2 separate regions of the Zea mays genome follow, and region 2 is linked to region 1. The links are chromatin contacts, called in public Hi-C maps. All regions are on one chromosome and are shown on one strand. Each heading gives the region's core, a stretch centred on a gene start, on an enhancer-like site or on the middle of the called end of the contact. The rest is flanking DNA. Distances are from core to core; before and after follow the strand shown.

Evidence for each region. A called contact is a pair of places that touch in the nucleus more often than the background predicts.
Region 2: a contact with region 1 is called in a Hi-C map of leaf, with 4 times the contacts expected there. The contact joins the promoter of LOC100192938 here to the enhancer-like site in region 1. A contact is called at or near these places in 3 of 25 Hi-C or Micro-C datasets (ear, leaf and tassel).

What each region holds. Positions count from the first base shown.
Region 1 is chr1:164,821,947-164,828,175 of Zm-B73-REFERENCE-NAM-5.0, forward strand. No RefSeq gene overlaps it. Among protein-coding and RNA genes, the nearest start is that of LOC118473082, 29 kb to the left of the region's middle. Within about 2 kb of position 1,790, at least 2 of the 20 cell types and tissues checked have an H3K27ac peak or open chromatin away from gene starts, as enhancers often do. A contact at or near this core is called in leaf, where this site is marked.
Region 2 is chr1:165,028,279-165,034,787 of Zm-B73-REFERENCE-NAM-5.0, forward strand. LOC100192938 (putative RING zinc finger domain superfamily protein) reads right to left here and starts at 4,274. Exons shown (of 3, transcript NM_001138119.2): 1 at 4,057-4,274; 2 at 3,120-3,346; 3 at 2,387-3,009. The coding sequence starts at 4,200. The coding sequence ends at 2,643.

The sequences.
Region 1 (6,229 bases), core at 540-3,039:
TGCCACCTAATTTTGGGATTAGTCCCACCTTTAACACGATCGCGTGCACGACAACTAAATATTCATGTACATTCTACCCTAGTCAATTACGTTTTAGAGCTTACGCTCAGGACCATAGATGTTTAATGATTAGAAACATTGGAAAGGACCAACAAGGACTTGGGAAAGGCCAAGGGATTGAGGAGGAGGAGCAATGGCGTCCACAACAGGAAGGACATCAAGTCCGTCTCAGCTGCGATTCTATCTGGGGTTCCATGTCCAGCCTGTACAAAAATGGGTGCCCAGTACGCATTCATACTTCGATTGCGGCGAACTTGATATGGTTGGAAAGATAAAGAAATTATCTAACCAACCCAACTGGTTCCACCTTAAAATTCATCCAGAGTCAACGGGAATCGTCGAAACAATTCTGTTTGGTGCTGCGACACCGTCTGTTGGACCGTTGGCCCGTGTATCGCGTTGGAGACCATTAGGGACGAGACCAGTGGTCACGCACGCCCTAATACTCTATATATTCAGCAGCTGTCGTCACATTAGGGTGGATTTTGCTTAGATTATTCTGTCATCGAACAATATTACTGTCATCGGCTTGTGAGACCCCATCTCGTAATTAACACAGTTTGGTTGCGTTCTTTCTGTTCTGGCTTGTGTTCTTGATTGCGCTTGCAGGGATAAGCCTTCGTGGCGAGGTCACTCGTGTGTTACGGGTGATAACCAACAGAGCAGAGGTGTAGTCATTGCGAGGAGCCGTTCGCTCGGAGTCTTGGATCATCAACGTCGAGATCTCCACCCAATCAAGTTATCATACCTCACGGAAGATCGGGCCTCATCCTCTATCAAGCTGGTCACCCGCGATGTTCTTAGACGACGTAAAGTCACATAGAAATTAATAGATCAATTCGAGGAGGAGATCTTGAGTGAGGTAGATGAAATAGATCTTGCCTCTTAAGAGATAACCACGTGATTAGATGGATAACCACGCATGAGATAAAGATAATCATCCGAGTCAATCCGATCGCTGTCCGCGCCCTAGGATCGGACCGTCCGCCACTTTTAATGTTCAACGCTATGGAATTCTGCACTCCAACGATGATTATCGATAAATTATATTTAGCTTCAGCCAGCAGAGCAGAAACAGAGTGCCAACAGACAGATTCGCTGATGAATAGGCATGCGAGTTAATACGGCCGATGGTGGTTTGCAAACAGTAATTTGCTTATTTGTATTCATTTCGTTTAATTGTCTCTGTTTGTAGAAGTACGCAGTCAAACTGAAAACGCTAGGGATATCGTCGATGTCTTGAAGTTGAACGATTGGAAGATGTAGTCCAGGTTCTTCGTTTGTAGTAATAGGTTAAACCAACTGAAGCACGGTCAAGACAAGAACCCCATTGCCATTTACATAGAAGTGAAGGTAACAGAAGAAATTCAGATCATAGTCAGCTGTCTGTTTCATATAAAAAGATGGTGAAACTGAAAAACAAAAGTTTGTGAACATTGTAAAATGTAATGCACACCAAAAGAGAAAAAATGTCATTTTTTAAAACAATGAAACAACAATATGTGAAATAAAAACTAAGTACTAGTTTGGCAAAATGGATTCTCGTTTTCTAAGGGATTAAAATTTTTGTAAAGGAAAATGAATAAATTTCATTTGGAAAAATTAAAATCTATTTAAAAAATGAGGTTACCAAAAGTCCAGAAAAGAACAGAATAACCGAAACAAAAGGATACAAACTGGGCCCAACAAAAAAAAGAAAGCCCAATAAAGAAAATCAAAACGGAAACCAGAACGATGAGGCATACATGGGCCAAAGCTTGCATCAATCGGCTGAGAACAAAAGTTGTTGAGATCAAAGTGTATAATAGCCTCTACCACCTTGTTTCTGTCATTGAAATAGTAAGAAAACATGTTTAGATCATCTCATTTGGATGCCGGACAAAGGAGTAGAAATTCATGAAAGTTATGCCGGCACTGTGGATCCACCGAGTACTGTTTCAGGTATCTACAAATTTTATCTTACTATATATTTTCAGAAACAACTCTACCATTCAACCTATGTCAAAACCCCTTAATTATTTATTTATTTAATTATTTTGTTCATCGCTACGCCAATAGCTAGCTCCGATCATAGAACATCAATCATTCATTAATAAAAAAATGCAATGATATACTATATGCACGTTTCTGCTAATTAAAGAATATACAAGATTTGCATCCATGCATCGACAAGTCAAAAAGCATGCAATCAGCTAGCTTGATCCTTCCTAGCTTACTTTGAACCCCCCTCTATTCAGACGGCTTAAATTCATTCAATCATACACATTGACACTGTTTAACTGCAGAGTGCAGACTGAAACATTATGTAGAGTCCAAACTGGTTAAAATTCACACATATGCAACCAAATGTATCGACGTTTCTTAAAAAATTGTACATACTACCTTGCATTGAGACATTTTCAATCGTTCACATATATGCAACCAGATGTATCGACGTTTCTTAAAAAAAATGTGCATACTACCTTGCATTGACTTCTTTTCAATGTTACATACCATGTTTATTGATTGGTCAAAGATACTTACTACTTCTTCTCGTTACTTTTTTTCCTCAAATGTTCACAATTATGCAGGTATAAACTGAACATCTGATAGAACCGCTAAAGCAACTATGTTCTACTTTGAAACTATCGTTACTAATAGTGTTAGAAAATTATCTATATCACTATTAGCATCTACATCAAATTCAACGATAGCTCCATCAGAAATTGCAGCTATTGTCTTTCTCAAATTTACATTCCTTAACACTCATGACAGTGAATCATACCGAGGCCAAAGTAAAACATTCATTCTTAGGTACATGCGCGTGCTGGCGCGCGTAAGTGACTAGTTAGTTTTAGTTGCACCTACGTCACTACGGTTATATACAATTTCTTTCCACAACACAAATTAACATGAGTTGCGGTAGTCAGAAGCGAGTGCTCTTGTCGGGCATGATAATTAGGGGTACCCAGAATACGCCCCTAAAATGCGCTCAGAAAAGGTTAATTGCTCAGACATAATCCCCGAAGACGCACCTCATAATGAAATTCTTGTATTTGTATTAAAATTTGTGAAACAAGTTTGAGTTTAAAAATTAGAATTTGAAAATAAAAGGGGAACATAAAAGAAAAGGATGGGAATTTAAAGGAAATCATTTATTTCTCCATAAATAAATAACAAGAAAAATAATAACTAATAATATTAAAAATAGCAGTGGTAATATTCATAGTAGTAATGATTTTGACACTGGGAGTCTGAAATTCAAAACAGGGATTTGAATATGGTTCAAATGCTTCAAATTTGGAAAAAAGTAAAAGAATAAAAAAATAAAAAAGATTTACCAGCGCCTTGGGCCGGGTCTTCACTGGCAGCCCAACTTCCCTTCACCCGCTGGCCCAGCCTGGGCGTCGTTCTGAGGGTTGAGTCACCGCCATGTGGGCCAGTGGTGTCAGCCTCTCTACTGGGCGTCGCACGCGTTCAGTCATTGTCGCACGGGCCCCTAGCGTCAGCGCCAACTCCCCGTAGATCTCGCAGGCCATGAACGACTTTGGTTGAACTCCGCGCGGTTCCTCAGGCTCTGATCAATCCTCGTCGCCGCAAGACTCATTCCTCGCCCTATATAGATGGCCGACCACCTGGGCTTTCAGTTGACCCGGGGCTAGATTCGCCGCGCCTCGCAACCATTCCTCTCCTTCTGCCGCTGGCATTGCCGTGGGTAGCCACACCCGGATCTCACCATGACCGGGCCTCTGCTCTCGTGGGGCGACCGTGGGGATTCCTCGTGGCACGGGGAAGCTGGTCGTGGAGTCCGTGTGAAGAAAGCTCGTCCCAAGCTGTGGCGATTGCTCACCGAAGACTGATGTCCGCCGTGGAACCAAGCTCTTCCGTGGTCGGGTGTCGCCGCTCCAAAATCGCCGGTGAGTCCCCATCCGCGTGATTCGCCTTTATCTCTACTATGCAACACTGCACTCGAATTCGACGATTAGACTCGTGCGCACCAATATCCATCACGCCAGCGTTATGAGCAGGTGTTTGCTCCGCCGCGGGACGTCTGGAGGTAGAAGGGAGGCCTCTGACAGTTAAATCAACTATCGAACCCATGGTGGGCGGACCTCTGTTTCAATCCGGTCAGTGGCGTGGTCAGTACGGGAGTCCTCGACTCGCGTGCTCGCCGGCGAGCTATGCCACGCGGGGCGGCCGACTTTGTTATGTTCGAGGTCTGGCAATTGAAGACGATGGATATTCACCGTTGGATCCGCGATGAAGGATTGAGGTAAGGGGAGTTGTATCGGTCGTACATCGGAAATCCAATGGCTAGAGCGGTTTAATGCGGGGGAGAGGTTTCTGACCGTAGATTTCGGATCGGTTGGTCGCCAGCGCATACCAGTTGGGGCAACTAAGGATCTAATCAGAACCATCGGTTTTGAATCTGACGGCTCAGCCCGTCCGATACCCCTTCGCCGATAGACTTTGCTAAAGAGACCCCCGAAGAGAGTCAAATTAACCCGCAGTCCAGTGAATAGTATTCTGAGTCTAGGGATTAATTTCTCTGTGGCCCCTGCCTTCTCTGAAAATTTGGTGCGCAATCCGGGTAATAAGGAATATCATATAAATAATATCAGAAATCGATTTTTAACACAAAAATAATTCTAGGAGCTTGTAAAATCCATATAAATTTTATTTTAGCTTCTTTTCAGTTCATTCCAGTTTCTAGAATTTTGTAAAATTATTGTTTATCACTTAGTGTCTCTGTTTTGACATGAAAACAATAATAAAAGTGATTTCTTAATTAATCTTATGCGAGACAATTAAAACCTTTGAAAATTCATAACTCCTCCGTTTTAAATCCGATTTGATCCGTTCAAGTTGCGTTTGTCTCATACAAATATTTACTATGCAATAACAACATTTATTATACCATGTCCCATTCTTTTATAATTAGATCTTTATTTAACTTACGTTGGTTAGTCTCGTTAAACTACTTATCATTATAATCTACTAGAATATAATCTATGGTCAATTTATAACTTATATTTAAGTTGAGATAATTATTTATAGAATAACCTCTCATATGATTTAAATTAACCAAAATATAATATAGTTTAATATTTTAATCACACAGACCTTTTATAAAATCATAACTCCTTAATCGTAACTCTGATCTTAGTAGTTCTCGATCCCGCGATCCCGTAACTTCGTGTAGATCATTGTTATACATTTTGTTCTTATGTGTGGTGTGGTGTGGTGTGATGTTAATTTTATCTATACCATGGTTGTTTGAATTGCTACGACTAGCAGTGAGGTCGCGAGGATCAGAAGAATCACCCTGGTAACTGGAATCTCAAGTGCCAGGCAAGTTGTGCCCTTATAATCACATTTGTTTACCTAATAATGTTCTTTATTATCACTTATTCGTGCATAGGTTTAATTTTGATGGGACCCAATAGGTCACCCTAGTCTGTTATCCTTTTTACCTTGTTTACCCCTCAATCACATGGGTAGTTTTGCTATTGCTTTACATGGTTTTTGGTTTAATATTTCATTATATACATGTTCCAGTTATTCTGTTATTTTACTTATGTTCATGTCAAGATCATTAAATGTAAATTGCAACATGGAGCTTAACTTGAGAAACACGTGCCACCAAAAGGGTTTAATGGGACGCCCTTGGCCAACTAACTAGGAAAGCGAGTGGAAGACTACCTTATCCGAAAGGGGCAAGGGCAGTAGGGGATTGCATGCAAGGAGGTTCTCAGGTTGATTTTGCTACGATGGCGGTCAGACAGGGGATTCTTGCAAGTGCTCTTCCCATAAACTGTAGCGGGTTTTTGGAAGCTAGTGGAACTTTGTAAAGGCCTCGTAGTGGATGCCTAGCCATTCACCTCGGTAGTGTCTAAGGGTCTAGCTAACCCTGGCGACTGGGATACACGACTTGTGGGTACAGGGTACAACCTCTGTAGAGTGTAAAACTGGTATACTAGCCGAGCTCACGGTCATGAGCAGCTCAGGACTCTCTGATGATTAATTTATGGAACCTAAACTCAATTTTGTCATTTGCATTTGCATTGGGATTTGTTATTAATTTTGTTCTATTATTTATTATGGTTTGGTATTTACTTACATCTAGTAATTGCTAATAAAATTTGACCAACTTATTAAAAGCAATGCTCAGCTTTAACCCCTATTGTTG
Region 2 (6,509 bases), core at 3,024-5,523, 210 kb after region 1:
CACCTCTTTTTGAAACCTCAACTGGCCTTCGTTTATAGCCGATTGTATTTGCCGACGGAAGACGGCACAATCATTGGTGTTATGGAGAAAGGAGTCATGCCATTTGCAATAAACGCGCCCTTTTAATTGTTCAACCGGAGGAATTACATGTGACAATTTAATATTACCATGTTTAAGCAACTCATCAAATATTTTATCACATTTAGTAATATTAAATGTGAACTTAACTTTTTCCTTTTGTGTCGAGTGCAGGTGAGAGCGAACAGAAGGTTTGGCCTTAGTGGGCCAAACAAGCTCAGGGACATGTGACTTTTTTGGTTCTTGGGGTTTGGGTGGCCAGTTATATTTATGTCGGCCTTCCTCACTAGGCAGATCACAGGTGACTTCTGGTGCTCCGGACGGTCCGACCTGCACAGTCGGACAGTCTGCGGGTGGATCGGACGGTCCGGTACTATCCTCGGACTGTCCGGTCACGTCAGGCAACACCTGTGACCCTTGTGGTGGGCTCTGTGTAACCCCGGACTGTCCGGCGTAAGGTGCCGGACGGTCTGACGGAGGGCCGGACGGTCCGCTATTGTGTGCGGACGGTCCGGACGCGCTCAGAGTTGACTCACCATTTAGCGAAGATGGTGGTGACGGTCGTCCTGGATATGAGTCCATCGGCATACCAGAATATGGCTGGGGAAACCCATTTGTTGCCGATGTGTTTGGCGCAATTGTTTTGGCGCCTAATTTATGTGATAAAAAACTAGGCATGTGAGTTTTTCCTAATGCATGCGCCATCCTTTCTATATCCTCTGTGATACTTTTAATCCGATTATCAAAAGAAATTTTAATAGATGGAATATCATCGACTGACCTGGCATCACCTATTGTGGGGAGTTGTTGCAGCACGGATGACATGTAATCGGCGTCTATTTCCCTCTCTTGGACGGTCTTCTGGTGGCAATCCACCCTGAAGTGCGAGAGGAACCCTTTATCCGCCACCTTGAGCACCTGATCTTTTTGTCGTTGGACCTCCTCGTCTATTTTCTTCATATCACCTTTTAATCTTTTATGCTCAGCGGCCGATAAACTAGTCAGCCTTGTGCTGCTGTTTGGAGAAGCCCTGTTGAGATCTTTAGAATCGGCCATATAAGCCTGATTTTGTAGATCTTCAACCTCTTCCCCAGCGGAGTCGCCAAAAAGTATGTTGGTGCCGTTTTGGGGGCGCCAATCACTCAATACGAACCGGCGGCGGTGCTCTCTGGTCAGGCGCGGACGGTCCACGTCATAGGGCCAGACGGTCCGCGACCTGGCGCGAGGCTAGGGTTTCCTGCTTGACGGCCGGACAGTCCGCACCCTAGGGCCGGACGGTCCGCGACCTGCCGACAGGGTCGTCTTCCTCCTCCTTGCTGAAATCTAGATCTCGTCCCCTGGGGGGAAAAGATTTTAAGGTGCTCTGGGTCGATAGGTCACCCGGGGCGTCCCCAGACGACGTGGAGCCGCCTAGAAATTAAGAGATCAATTCGAGAAAGAGGTCTTGGATGGACAACTAGATCTTGCCCCCCGGGAGGGGTGAGATTCTAGGGTTGTCTTGGGATCGGCAGGCCACCCAAGACGGATCTAGACGACGTAGAGTCGAATAGGGATGGAGGTGGATATGTGGAAGACTACAACTAGAACTATGCTACATCTACTCCTAGGGCAGGAAAAGTAAATAAGGTAATTGGTTCGATTGGAATATGTTCGGGGTTCTCAATCGGCCGTACCCCTTTATATTTATAGGGGAGTAGGTCTGGACCTTTTCCTAAGAGATAGCCAACAAACTCCCACGTGATTAGATGGATAACCACGTACGAGATAAGGATAACATCCGAGTTAATCTAATCTCGAGACACGCGGACCGTCCAGGCCCAACCGTCCGCTCATTTTGGTGTCCAACATAGTGGAGGAGAGTCGTCTGCAAAAATGGGCCGGGGATCGGGGTCACCACCAAAGAACTGCAGGATAAACTCAACAGGAATCAGTAATGGTAGAATTATGCAACAGAGTGATTTTAATTTTGGATGCTACTAAGGGGGTGTTTGGTTGCTCCTGCTAAAGTTTAGCCCGGGTCACATCAAACGTTTGACTTTTAAATAGGAGTATGAAATATAGACCCAACCAAATGGACTAGATTCGTCTCGTCTTTTAATTTTCGGCTGACAAATTAGTTTTATAATCCGACTACATTTAATAACCGGAACGGAGGTTCAAACATTCGATGGGACAGGGGCTAAATTTTAGCGGGGTGTAACCAAACACCCCCTAACACTCAACTTCTGTTTGCAAAATTAAATATCTAGTTCACAGAAAGCTGACTCTTTCAGTGTTATCTATCTTCTTCTAAAGTTGAGATCTTTTTAACGATACAGATCTAATTTTCCTGCGTACATTAGATTAGACACAACATACACACATATATCACACTGAATCGCTGAAGCCGCAAAGCTCAGTACTACCAGTCTACCTCAACGGGCAAAGGAAGAAGAAAAGAAAAAAAACCCATACTAGTGGAGTGGTTACAACAAGAGGTGAGCAGCGACACACGGTTAATAAAACCATCGTCATCCAGTTCCACACTTTCCATTCATTCATCCATCCTTCCTTCCTTCCTGCTGTTAGGAGCGAGCTCGCACGGTGGCCCGGCAGTAGGGGCAGTCGGCGCGGGACCGCAGCCAGCGCTGCAGGCAGGCGGAGTGGAAGACGTGCCCGCAGCGCAGCTGCGTGAGCCCGCCGCCGGCGCCGCACCTCTCCAGGCATATGGAGCAGTCAGAAGCTGCGTCCGCGGGCGCGGCTCGCCCGTCTTCTGCTTCCTGTACCGCGGAGGCCGCCGGTTTGGGGAACACAGGGATGGGTTCACGTTCACCGGGCTGGAACTGGAACTGGAAGCAGCTGGTTTGACCGCCGCCCGAAGAGGCGTCAACGACGGGGCGAGCGAGTCCTCCAGCTCCAGCCCAGAGTGTCTGCAGCGGCCATGTCTTGTGCCTGCAAGCAACGGACGAGAGCACACACAGCAAGCGTAGATGTAGATTGATGAGCGTGTTGCCAGATTTAATTACGTGCAGCTAATAAGAGTTTGGTTAACGCACGAGGACCTTCGTCCCGCCGCCAGGACCAGGTCCACGCTGCCGAGCCTCTGAAGGAGCCGTTCCCTGGCCTGCTGCACGGCGTCGGGAAGCCGGCCGTGGTCCGACCCCGACGTGCTGCGGTGGTGAAGCCCTGCGCTGGAGGCCGTGTGAAGAAGCCCTGCTGCCTTTCCGACTGGCCCCGGAGGCTTGGCTGCAGCAGCGTGATCCCTTTGGTGCCCTGGAACATCATGCTCCTGTGCAGCTAGATTCAGTAGCTAAACTACTGCCAAGCTTTGTTCGCAAATGTAGATGAATTGAAGGGAACACATCAACACACACACATGATAACACAAATTTGCCCATTCAAGTTTATACCAATTGTACAAGCCCACATCGTTTTTACACTCTCTTTTCTTTTGACTAATATTTTGAGAGGCTGCAATCATCCATGCCAGGGATTCATCCATGCTTTCTAACTTAGGATATCCTCTGTTTTTTTTTTTTGCCTGCTAGGTTCGCTACAATAATACTCTGCCTAGTTCGAGATGGACTATGAGCTAACTTCTCATTCAAGCGGTGCCGAATATTCCAGGACGCTGGTGGACTCCTCGATGCTCCTGAAGAACGAGGAGGCTAGGCCTAGGCCTTCATCGAAACCGAATTACTGATGGACTCCTCAACCATAAGGGTGTACAGTACAGTACACTAGACATCTGCATCCATCGGCAGCTCTGCTCCACCAAGAAAACACCAACCTTTTTTCTCCGTTACGGATACGATCTGCAGTCTGCTGGAAGACCGGAGTTTTGGAATCAAGAAGAAAACCCTCCGGTTTCTTCACTCGGGGAAAACGCAAAAGGCCGCGGCTTTAATTTACTTATTTATTTATGTAAGCAAACAAAACGGCAGGAGGTGAGAGGGAACGGAACGGCAGCGTGTTGTTGGGTACTCGGTCAGTACTCACCGGCTTCTGGTGAGAGGAGGAGAGGGAGCCGCTGCGGCGGCGGCGGCGGGGGCGGCGGGGGTCGGGAGGCTCGGGACCCGGGTCGTCAGGCGGCGCCGGCGCGGGGCGGCGCTGGAAGTAGACGAGCTTGGAGGCGATCGGCATGCAGGAGGGGCAGCTGAGAGCTGAGAGGGGAGAGGAGCCTAGCCGTGGCGAACTGTTACAGCTCCACCCCAGCTGCTTTCTTTCTCTCAGCTCTCAGCTCATATAGTGGCGTCGTCGGTCAGTGCTGAATTGCCTTTCTTGGTGTACTCCTTCGCGATGGGGGTTATTCAGGGGGTCAATCTTGTCGCTAATCTTGTTCGTAGAAAGCGACAGATATTTCGTGTCTGTTTTCTTTCCGTGCGCTGCAAGTGCGAGGTCAGACGGGAGAACTGTAGACGCGTGGAGGTGGACGGGAGAAAGGCAAATCCAGGGCGTCCAGCACATATTATGCAAATGGAACTGGCAAGAGCAACGTCATCAGTTACAGTTAGGCTTATTAAGCTGACGGTTACTTCAGGAGTTAATGCTACCCTCCTCTTTTTGCGCTTTTACTCCATCGGTGCTTTTGCTTGAAAAACACACACTCTCCGCATCGTACTCGCTCTCTCCCTCCAAAATTAAAATCCTTTTTTACCGTTTTAGTATATTTGTCTATATCCCTTATCACCCATACAAATGGAGACATAAAAATTTAGAGCTAAAACGACTTCTAGTTTAGAGCGGAGGGAGTACAATAGTATATGTCGAAGAGGAAATCTTCGGCCGGGTGGCGGAATGCACCCGCCCTAAATCCTAAGATGAGGAGGGACCTAAGCGTTTTGCTTGTCTGCTAAGCGATGAACGAATCATAAGAACACACAACAGTTTAGAGTGGTTCGGGCCGCCGGAGCATAATACCCTACTCCACTGTGTGATGTATTGAGCTCGGGAGCTTGTATGAACTTGTGAGCCTGAGATGGATCTAAGTGTGTCTGAGTCTTGTAACGTTGCGTGCCTCCCCTTTTATAGCTAAAGGGGGGCATGTACAAGGGTGCTGAGCCCCGACATGCGGGCCCAGGGACATAACAGATGTAACACTTGAAGCAACTAATGCTGGTCGCCAGTGCAATCTTCTTGTGCCCTGATATCTGCGGTCTACGTAGCATTGGCGTGCAGCGGAAGTTTCCCTAGCAACGTACGAGTGATGATGAGCACAGTGCACCTCGCAATACGGGCGTACTGCCTGCCAACGAAATTGACAGGCACGCCGCCTGCGGGACGGTCTGGTCGTCGCCTGCCAGCAGAGTGGACAGGGCACATTTAATGCTGAGGCGGCACATCGCTTGTCAGTGGAGTAGACAGGGTGCATTTAATGTTGAGGCGGCACATCACCTGCCAGTTTGACAGGCGACACGCCTCACCCGCAATAAATGCGCGCGGCCCAGAGGCCTTACGTCCGGCTCCGCCCGTTGGCTTACGTCACAGGCAGCTGGCCACGTGGCAGCATCGGGTCTCCGCCTGAGCGGGGAGCAGAGACGTACGCAATATGGTTCGGAAACGTGTCGGCTCCGGACCCCCGCCTGGCCTTGATTAAGGTCCGGGTACTCCTCCTAGAATCCCGGGAGCTTGTTGTGAGCGACTTGGGCCCCACACAGGGAGGTCCGGTTCCCGTCTCGGGGGTCCAGTTTATACTCGCGGAGGTCCTGGATCCTGCCCGGAGGTTCGGGCTGTGTATCCAGGGGTCCGACACTTTCCCGTGGGGGGCCGGACCCACTGTTGACACCATGGAGTATATTGTCTCCTCCGGCCACGTGGCGGCCCCAGTGCCGCCCATGTGGCGGGGTCAGCCGCTGTTTGCCACATGGCTAGAGGCAGCCGCATGGACTCCGCGCTTTCACACTGTAGTAAGGGGTACCCCTGATTCAGGGTACCGACAGTGGCCCCCGGGCCCGCCTTAGGGGAGGAAACGAGCCTGCAGGTGGGGCCAAAGCTTGATTGGCGATTGGCACGCTGCTTCTGTGCGCTTGCTGACACAATAACTGCCAGCTCGCCTCTGGTCACGCCAACTGTCACGCCTATCCCCGCGGCTGACTGACCCGTGGTCTCCGCACTTGATGGTTTTGCTGAGCCACGCGCGGGGTGCCTCGATGCCACTGCATTGGTTTTGAAAGTTCACCTTTTTTGTCCTTTGCGGCGGCCCTGAGGGGGCGCAGTATGGGCGCGAGCAGCGATTCGACTTCTCTGCACCCAGGGGCCGGCGCCCAAGGAGGATGACTCGTGGGCCCGGGCCCCCGTGTCAGAGACTGTGCTGTTGGTTTTCGGCGGGGATGAAGAGGCGTGGCGGTTCGCTCCTCGCGTGGCGGTTCGCCTTCTTCGCACACGGAGGCCGACACCCAAGGAGAATGACTCGTGGGCCCGGCCCCCCGTGTCAGAGGTTGGTCCGTTGCTTT